Regions from separate parts of the Gossypium arboreum genome. Here region 2 is linked to region 1. The links are chromatin contacts, called in public Hi-C maps. All regions are on one chromosome and are shown on one strand. Each heading gives the region's core, a stretch centred on a gene start, on an enhancer-like site or on the middle of the called end of the contact. The rest is flanking DNA. Distances are from core to core; before and after follow the strand shown.

Region 1 (4,808 bases), core at 12-2,511:
TATGGTAGATTAAGTGTTAAAATTGAGCCAAACTTTTGAAGGGCGGCTTATAAGGGCAATATTTTTTAAATAGTTAAAAATGATATAAAATATTTTTATAAACTTGATTTAGTTTTTGAGATAAAATAAATGACTAACTTATTTGAAAAGAAAAGAAAATATAATTTGAAATGTGACAGTAGAGATTTAAAAAATTCTTACTTCATCTCTTTTAAAAATATTTAGTTTTTGTCGATTAAGTTTTAGCTCGATTAGCATGAGTATTGTTGCCAATATAAGAGGACCTGGGTTCAAGTGCGCTGAAGCACATTATCCTTCTATTTATGAATTGGAAAGGGACTATAAGTAGTTTTAAATATTGTGTTAAAAAATAGCAGATAGGATTAGATTATGATTTGGATTTTCAAGAACGAGAATCTTATGACATGTTGGGAATCTCTTATGAAAATCAACCATGACTGAAACGTATCTTAATGCCTGAAAATTGGATAAGGGACCCTCATTGAATGATAAGAAACTAATTACAACTTGGAATATTCAAGGAATATTTGTACATTCTCTTCTAGCTCAATTAGAGGAATTGAGGTTTCATTCGCATTCTTATGGATAGGCTAATAAATAAAAAGAAATAAAAGACAATACAATTCTAGATTTTTGAAGAGACTTATTTATTTATTTTATTTCGGACGAGCCGAGATAATAGGATGAACAACAAGGGTTTTATACCGAAAACTTTGTATTGCGCACATCACTTGAATGAACTTTAGAGAGTCACATAGAAGGGAATGAAGAAATGGAATATGAAAGAGAATACAAAGAAATAAATGAAAGAGGATCGGCTTCTATTTGTACTGTAGCTGAGATGAGTCTTGGTTATTTCTATCATTGAACTCTTATCACAATATATAATGAAATTGTTTAAAAAAAATAGTTTAACTTTTGTTTGATATTTTGAATAATTTAACTTTTATGATGAAAATGAATCAGGTCAAAATTAAGTTTTGAATATTTAAGCTCGATATCGGTTCATATTTTAAATTTGATCTAAATTTTTATTAAACTTATTTTATATATTTAATAATTTTTTATCTAAGTCCTCTAAAAAAATGGGACAAACCTTCGAAATCGGATACTTCAATAATACAACAAGTATTGGGCCCGAATAAGAAGCCTCAATAATACAACTTCTTTTTAGCACCCCAAAACATTGATCATCAAATTTAAACTTTAGAAACGCGAAAAAGAAGCCTGATAAAGAGGGATATAAAGGTAATTTCACCCGAACTCTATCTTCAAGCTCGGTAAGTAATCAAATATCTGCCACTTCACTCTCACTTTTGGGCGTAATCCCTTAAACCCTTCCCTTAGCCAAACAAACAAAAAAAAGAGAAAATGCTTCTCCAGCCTTCATCGTTGCTGAATCACCGTGTTTCGATCTCCTCAGCCGATTCTTACTCTCGGCAGCTCCCATGCCGGATTCCCAAGTTTATCCTTTCCAGAACCCCAAGTTTTCAGAAGCTGCCGATCACGTGTTCCATATCTCAAGTCCATAGCTATGGGACCGTGGACTTTGAAAGAAGGCCCATGGTCAAATGGAACGCTCTATATAAGAAAATATCGCTCATGGAAAACCCTGAATTGGGTTCTGCCTCTGTGTTGAATGAGTGGGAAAAAGGAGGTAGGAAGCTCACCAAGTGGGAGCTTTGTAGGGTTGTCAAGGAGTTAAGGAAGTACAAGCGTTTCAAGCAAGCACTTGAGGTAAACCCAACAAAAAAAAATAAAAGGAGGGAATTTTGTGTTCTCTTCTAGTGTGTTTCGATTTCTGGGTTTTTTTTTTTTTGGCAATCTGTTGTAGACAGCGATTGCTTGACTCTATAATTTACTTAATAATTACTGGGCAATCTAATTCTTCCCTAACTTTAGGTGCTTTGGTGTTTTGAATTGCATTTGTATGTGTTATTATTGGTGAAAGTTGAATTCTTTGTTGGTTGCTACATGAACCTATTACATTAGAGAGTGGAGTTAAAGCCTTTTTTATGAACCTTCTCAGTCTCTTCATTTCAATGAATCACCTGAACTGAAGGTCTTGTCTAGATGATGGATTTGCTGCAAGCTATAGTTACAGGGGTAAGGTAATATTGATGAATGCTCTTTGAGTTTGAGACACAGTTTGGGGTTTAAGTAGGACCAAAGAATATTTTACAGTTGATGCAACAGGTTTTTTAGGCATAGCTCTTAATATTCCTTCAAAATAAGTTGAGGAATCTATCTTAATTGACATAGGAGGTGCCCTAAACAACCAAAAAGATACACAATGTTGTGAGTGATTTTCTGTTTCTTCTTATAAAGCATAGTGAAATGAAGATAATTATTATTCAACTTATCAATGGTGTAGGATTTATCGTTTTTATCTTGTATTTGCACATTTTGGTGATATTTTTGGATGCTGAATTTAGAATGATTGCAAGTCTGTTGTAAAATTAAGGCAAAATAGCGAATTGTTGTACATTTATCAGAGCCTAGTTCACAGTAAAAGGCTAAGTAGACGTTGTTGTTGTTGATCACTGTAGTGGATGGCCTGGTAGAATTGTCAATTTGTTTTAGGGAAGTTAAAATTAGTTATCGCTTTTATTCAGTAGAGTTGTTGATGTACTTCCATCAGGCATATTTTTAAAAACTTTTCCAAAATTGTACAGGTGTATGAGTGGATGAACAATAGAGGAGAGAGGTTTAGATTTTCTGCTAGTGATGCTGCAATTCAGTTAGACCTTATTTCTAAGGTGCGTGGAGTTTCAAGTGCCGAAGATTTCTTCCTTCAACTCCCTGATACTTTGAAGGACAAGAGAATCTATGGGGCCCTTCTGAATGCCTATGTGCGGGCAAGAATGCAAGAAAAGGCAGAATCTTTAATTGACAATATGAGGAATAAAGGTTATGCCTTGCATCCCCTTCCGTTTAATGTGATGATGACTCTATATATGAACCTTAAGGAGTATGATAAAGTTGAGTCAATGATTTCTGAAATGATGGAAAAAAACGTACGTCTAGATATATATTCCTATAACATCTGGTTGTCATCTTGTGGATCCCAAGGATATGTGGAAAGAATGGAACAAGTATATGAGCAGATGAAAGAAGATCGGAGTATCAATCCAAACTGGACTACATTTAGCACAATGGCTACCATGTATATCAAGATGGGACTGTCTGAAAAAGCTGAAGAATGCTTGAGAAATGTAGAGAGTAGGATCACCGGTCGGGATCGTATACCATATCATTACCTTATTACACTTTATGGTACTGTTGGTAATAAAGAGGAGGTGTATCGGATATGGAAGGTTTACAAATCTATTTTCCCCAGTATTCCAAATTTGGGTTATCATGCTATGATATCATCTCTGGTTAGGGCCAGTGATATTGAAGGGGCAGAAAAGATTTATGAAGAGTGGCTATCAGTTAAAACATCTTATGACCCTAGAATAGCAAATCTTCTAATGGGGTTGTATGTTAAAGAAGGAAACTTGGATAAAGCTCAGAGCTTTTTCAATCACATAGCTGATGTGGGAGGAAAGCCAAATTCAAGCTCATGGGAGATTCTTGCTGAAGGGAATATTCAAGAGGAGAGAATCGATGAGGCTCTATCTTGCCTAAAGGAAGCTTTTGCAACTGAAGGTTCAAGAAGTTGGAGGCCAAAGCCAACAAATGTTTCTGCCTTCTTTAATCTCTGTGATGAAAAAGAGGACACGGAAACTAGGGAGGTTGTGGTGGGATTGTTACGGCAATCAGGATATCTCAAAAATGAAGCTTATGCATCACAAATTGGCTTATCTGATGGTGCTGTTGAAAGTGTATTGCCAACGTATAGTTCAGGCGATGAGAATCAGGATGATGATTCGGAGGTGCTTCTCAACCAACTGCAGGGCAGTGCGTGATAACCTATTATTTAAAATCTATAAGTGCAGGGAAAGTTTTGTATCTATCTTATCATGGAAGTCACGAGTTAGCATATGCTCTGATGTTGGCAAGGAAAGTGAACTTATAGCCATTTCTCCCAACCATTTTGTGCAGGGGAAGATACACTTGGCAGGTAAAAAACTCACCTACATGAATTCTTGCTGGAGCCCTTTCCTTTGCCCTTGTTTCAAATGTATGAATTTTCCAATTTAAGCTGCTCAAGTGGCAAGAGTTTTCTTCCATTTGTGGAAGGGATATGGATAGTTTATCATTCTCATGACTTGGAATCCATAAACTGTTGCCATTGATAAAATCTTCTAGCACCTTAGGAATTTTCATTGAACATATCTGGGAAAGCTGATTGAACCTATATGTAGGGCTTCAAAATCTTAAAACTGTTTTGGTCCCAAGTCATACATCATTTATCAACTATAATTTTTTTTCTGAAAAAAGGAAGAGTTTTGAGGATTTTTTTGTTAATGATTTTGTAAGACATTTTCAAGTTACTTTTATTTCGGTTTAAATCTCCAAAGTTGATTGAAATCATCATTATGCTGAGATCTAAGTGAAAGTGCTCAAGTGGTTCTAAGGAAAAATATTTTTAATATCTGATGCTTTGATCATTGATGAGAAGTGAGAGCAAAGGTGGGTCAAATAGAAAAAAGAAAAAAAGAGAAAAAAAACGAATCCCAGTTTTGCAAGTTTCGTTGCTAATTTGATTATCACAAACTACAGTGTTTTGATGTGTAAAACAAAGTGGTGCATCATTTTTCTGTTTTCCAGCTGGAATATTTATATCAGGCTATACCCTCAATGAGCATTCATACATGGAAGAATCATATCATCACCACACA
Region 2 (4,814 bases), core at 2,214-4,713, 210 kb after region 1:
GGTAGAAAACCAACTACCAACAAGACCTGTGGAGAAAATGGCGAACAAAGGCGAGATGCGGCTGCATTGAGACAGTTCTTCTTACTCAAACAAAATAGAATCACTAACATCTTTAAAGAAACAGAAGCAACCAAGGAATCTCAATAGGAAACCAAAGGCTTAAATGAGATCCGAAGACAAAATAGAGAAAAATTGGCGAATAACGACAAATTGTGATGACTTCGGGAAGGTTCTACTCACGAGGGAAAAATGACAATTGACCTACTTTTTCAAAATGTAACAAATAGCATATTCCAAAAAAAATGGATAATTCTATCGACAAAACAAGTGGAAAGTATTTACGAGGCAAGTTTCATTTAATTCAAAAAAAACCTTCATTTAAGACAATATATTGTTAAACCATGTCCACATTCACTACATTTACCAAATACTGATAAATTAGTGTTTTCTTTTTGTCTTTGTTTCCTTTTCTTCTTGTTTTTCTCATTTGCTTAATAACTAGACCGATTTTGTTAATCCCAAATTATTGTCAAATTACTTTTAATTCTAGTTTCGAATTTTGATACTCTTCATTTTTTTACTTGTTTTTATTAAACACATAAGATTATTATTAATTCCTGTAAATTCAATTCTACTCACTGTTATATACAAATTTTATATTTTTGAGTCGGAATTTATTTTTGTTAAATTCAAACCCACTAGTTAGTATGAATAACTTACTAGTGTCAAAGGAAGTATAACACAATGCCTATAGAACAAAAAAAATCTTTACAAAATAAATACAAACAAGTTTCATCTTTGAAACTTTATGCATCAAAGCCATGTTACTAAAAAAATTCTTAACTGCCGCATTTTCAATATGAGTATTGATAATGCACTTAAAAATATCATATGCGAAGCTTTCAATTATGCAATTGATTCTAGGTTATATCAATTTTCTTTAACCATTAGGTGTGGTGTGATGGTTGTTCACATTATCCCTTAACCATGAAGTTGGAGGTTTGATCATTGCCCATGAGAATGGAACGTATTTAATGGCCAACCGCTTACTTCTTTGGAGAGCACCCATAATAAGGGGATTAGTCATAGTTACCAACGGTGGACACCCTGGTTTCGACTCCTCTCCAGTATTGTTTGAATTGGACTGATTGGTCTAACTGGTTGGATCAAGAAACAGTTAAAGTATCGGTTTAAAGAGTGATAAAATATCAATTAACTTACGAAGTACTACAAATCGATTGATCTGGATATCAATTAACTTACGAAGTAGTACAAATCGATTGATCTGGATTTTTATTATTCTTTAATTAAATTTTTATTTTTATTTTTATTTTTATTTTTAGTAAATTATTTGCTTTGAACTAGATAGATCGATCAAATTGGATGAATCAAAGATTGATGATCTAATAAACTATCGATTTGATTCTTAAAATATAAGTTATCTCTGCTTGAGAGGTTGTGTTCTTTTATGTACTTGAAGATGTTTGCATTAGGAATTGATGTTTTAAAAGGTTTAGGGAAATGGTAAAATTATAAAATGATTTGTGCAAAGTAAAGTAATAAGTATAAGAAATAAGAAAGAAACTAAGGAATTTGTTAGTATTGCTTAAAAAAATACTTTTGGCTTAAAAAATACTTTTAAAAGAAAAATTGTGTTAAATAAGTTATTTTTTACTGAAATTTTAGCTTTTGAATAGGAGAAGCTAAAATTTTTAGCTTTTTCTCTACTGAAAACACTTTTGATGCTTAATTATTTTTTCACCCCTCCAACAGTATGATACTTTTCTTTTTCTTTCTTGGTGCTAAATTGCAAATGTGTTATAATCATTAATTAAAAATAAAAAAGTATTTTTAAAATAATACAAATGTGTTAGTATCTAATTACAAATATTTAATGGTTATACTTAATTATTTAAAATATAATTTATATATTTTAATTAAATTTTATAAATAATTAGTATTTATTGCTTAAAATATTTAAAATTTATATTTCATATATTAAAATATCAACAACAAGTTATAATAAATTATTTTTATATTCCTACTAAAATATAATAATAGTATTAATTTAAAATTATTTAAATACATATTTATTACTTAGTAATATCATGTCTAAAATAAACATTTTATTTCTCAAAATTATTTTTTGATAACAATAATAAACATTCAAATTTAAATTAAATTTTTAAAAACACTTTTAATAACACCATTAAAAGCAATATTAAAATAGCCTTAAATATATTCCATTTCCATGGAAAATGGTAGAGCTAAATTATTATATTGTAATTTGTTAAATAATGTTAATATTTGTCAAATAAGCGATGGAAATGGTAATGAAAGCATGGTAAAAAGCCATATAAGGTGAAAAGGGATGATTGAATGGGACAAAACAAGTGAAAAGTAAGTAGGAGGCAGGGTCCATTCAATCCGACCAAAAAGCATTTGCTCAAGACAATATACCGTTCAACGATGTACAGATTCACTGCATTTACCAATTACTGATATATCAGTTTTTTTTCTCATTTGCTTAATAAAACAGACCCATTTTGCTAATCCCAATTTAAATTCTAATATCGTGATGGGCACAAAACTTTGCCTGTTACGATTTCATTCAAATTTAGTTACACTTTAATATGATTTTCGAGTATCAGATCATTAAAAGCTAGCTTCAATTCAGAGGAATACCGGAAATTATAGATCTCTGAATATTTTTCATTGATGAAAACTGCACAATCTGATACCTCCCCCTTCCTCCCTTATCAACCCTCAACCCCAATAAAAAACGATATTACAAAATTCCATTCAAGGTTTTCTTTTTCCTTATCTTGTTTCTCGTTTTCTTTTTGCAAAATTGATGATACCATTATCACCCTACTCAGAAAAAGATAAGCAAATATGTACTACGACACCGTAATAGTTCCCGTCCGAACAGTTTTGTTGGGTGTAGAGGTCTTGGAATCCGATTTCCTATGTGATCTACCAAATTTCAATTTCTTTTCTCTGGCTTCATCCATCTCCATCTGTTCTTGTCTACACTCTGTACTGCAAAACGGTGTATTCCCTCTGCAATTGAAAAAATACCCATCAGGAAACAAGATTATTTCATACTCAAACACGATCCGAATTTTAAAATCAATACTAAAGAGCAAACAAACCTGTACATGAAAATATCGGAATTATGAAGCGATTTGCCGCAAACGGAGCAGGCATCCAGATAGTGAGCCCCGTACTGATCTGGGCACCCTGAGTAATAATAATATCCCGACATATTAACTGCTTGCTACTTGTTGAATTTCGTAAAGTAGGGCCTGAGCTGAGGGCGGCGCTGGTAGCTGAAAAAGGGTGGAAGAGAATAAAAGAGTGAGTTGATGGGCGTCAAAGCTTGGCAGGTATATATAAAGCAAACGGAGGTGATAGCTTGGATTCTGAGTTGGTGCAATCAGGCAGTACAGGGAGTACAGTAAGGACTATGTAGCCCAAACAAATGGGAAGGTGTTAGGCGTTGATTGGAAAGGTTGTAAAACGGATCAAAGCGGGTTGGTTTTTTTTTTAAAAAAAAAAAAGCTTAATTAGGGATACAATTTATAAATATATTAATTAAAGTGTCAGGGTCTGTTGATTATGCATAAGAATCAAATCAAATTAAAAATAAGGGTGAATGGTTGGATGTGTAAGTGTCTCGTTACCAATTACTTAAATGGGGTTTACGTCACCCATGAATATTTTTTTTTTTAAGTATTTTAATCACCAAAAGATTCTCTTCTATATTTACCACCATGTATTTATTACGAATGTTACACTCAAAAATTACTGGACGGCTTGGTTAATGCGGGTTTTCTAGATGGATTATTTCTATTATAAAATATTGATTCGGACGAAAATGAGTTAACGGAAATTTGAATATCCTTTCGTTATCTGTTAGATAATTACTCTTAGCCAACCTCTCACTTATTGATAATAAGTTATATCGCTTCTAATGCACTCATTTTTAGACATAACAAACTCGTCTTGATTGAATATATAACAGAATAGGATCTCATGGTGCACATCCTTCACGCTCATGAATATTCTTTATAAATTTAGTAGGACTGAGTATTTATCCTTCCACATCACATTTGTAGACAAGAGAATCTCTCCTATAAATACTCTTTTAACAATGATGAATGGACCAGCTCTTGAAAACTTCAAGGTTACTCTAAACAAATTATTTCTCTCGGGTCATCTCTTTAGTTAACCAACCTTCACAAAATCACATTTTTAAACTTGTACAAATTGAAATTTGAACAATAATTGTTCATTTTCACCTAAAGTTACAAATTTATATAGGTATATTTTTAAAAATATATATTTTATGTACCTTTAATTTCAAAGTAATAATATAGGAAAGTTGCAAGTTTATAAAATATATATATAAAGTTTACTAAAATTCAGTTGAAAATGAATTTGAGCAAATGGTTATTCAAGTTAAATGAATTTGGATAATCATATGTCCAGATTTATTTTAAAGGTAAAATATTTTTAATTTTTTTTATTAGGGCTTGTCATGTGTCATGATATGAGGTTATCATATTTCGTCCACATCAACAAAATTTAACGGTGATAATCCAAAACTAATAATTCAAGTATCAACTAGGTACCAAGTGAACAAGTTTAGGAGGCAAATATATATTAACTCAAAAATAAAAAAATTAATATTTTCATATTTTAAATAAAAATATAATTTTAAGAAATAATAAATTTATACTTAAATTTCACCAAAATTATTTAAAAAATTTGTCTTCAAAGTAGGAGCGAAGCCAGAACATTAATTGAAA

The links. A called contact is a pair of places that touch in the nucleus more often than the background predicts.
Region 2: a Hi-C map of leaf shows a contact between it and region 1, with 2.7 times the contacts expected there. The contact joins the promoter of LOC108469241 here to the promoter of LOC108453450 in region 1. A contact is called at or near these places in 2 of 5 Hi-C or Micro-C datasets (both in leaf).

The regions. Positions count from the first base shown.
Region 1 is chr8:132,592,305-132,597,112 of ASM2569848v2, forward strand. LOC108453450 (pentatricopeptide repeat-containing protein At1g02150) reads left to right here and starts at 1,262. Exons shown (of 3, transcript XR_001866558.2): 1 at 1,262-1,758; 2 at 2,697-4,087; 3 at 4,738-4,808.
Region 2 is chr8:132,795,596-132,800,409 of ASM2569848v2, forward strand. It overlaps LOC108469241 (FCS-Like Zinc finger 3-like), which reads right to left and starts at 3,464. Exons shown (of 2, transcript XM_017770133.2): 1 at 3,156-3,464; 2 at 2,692-3,063. The coding sequence starts at 3,268. The coding sequence ends at 2,901.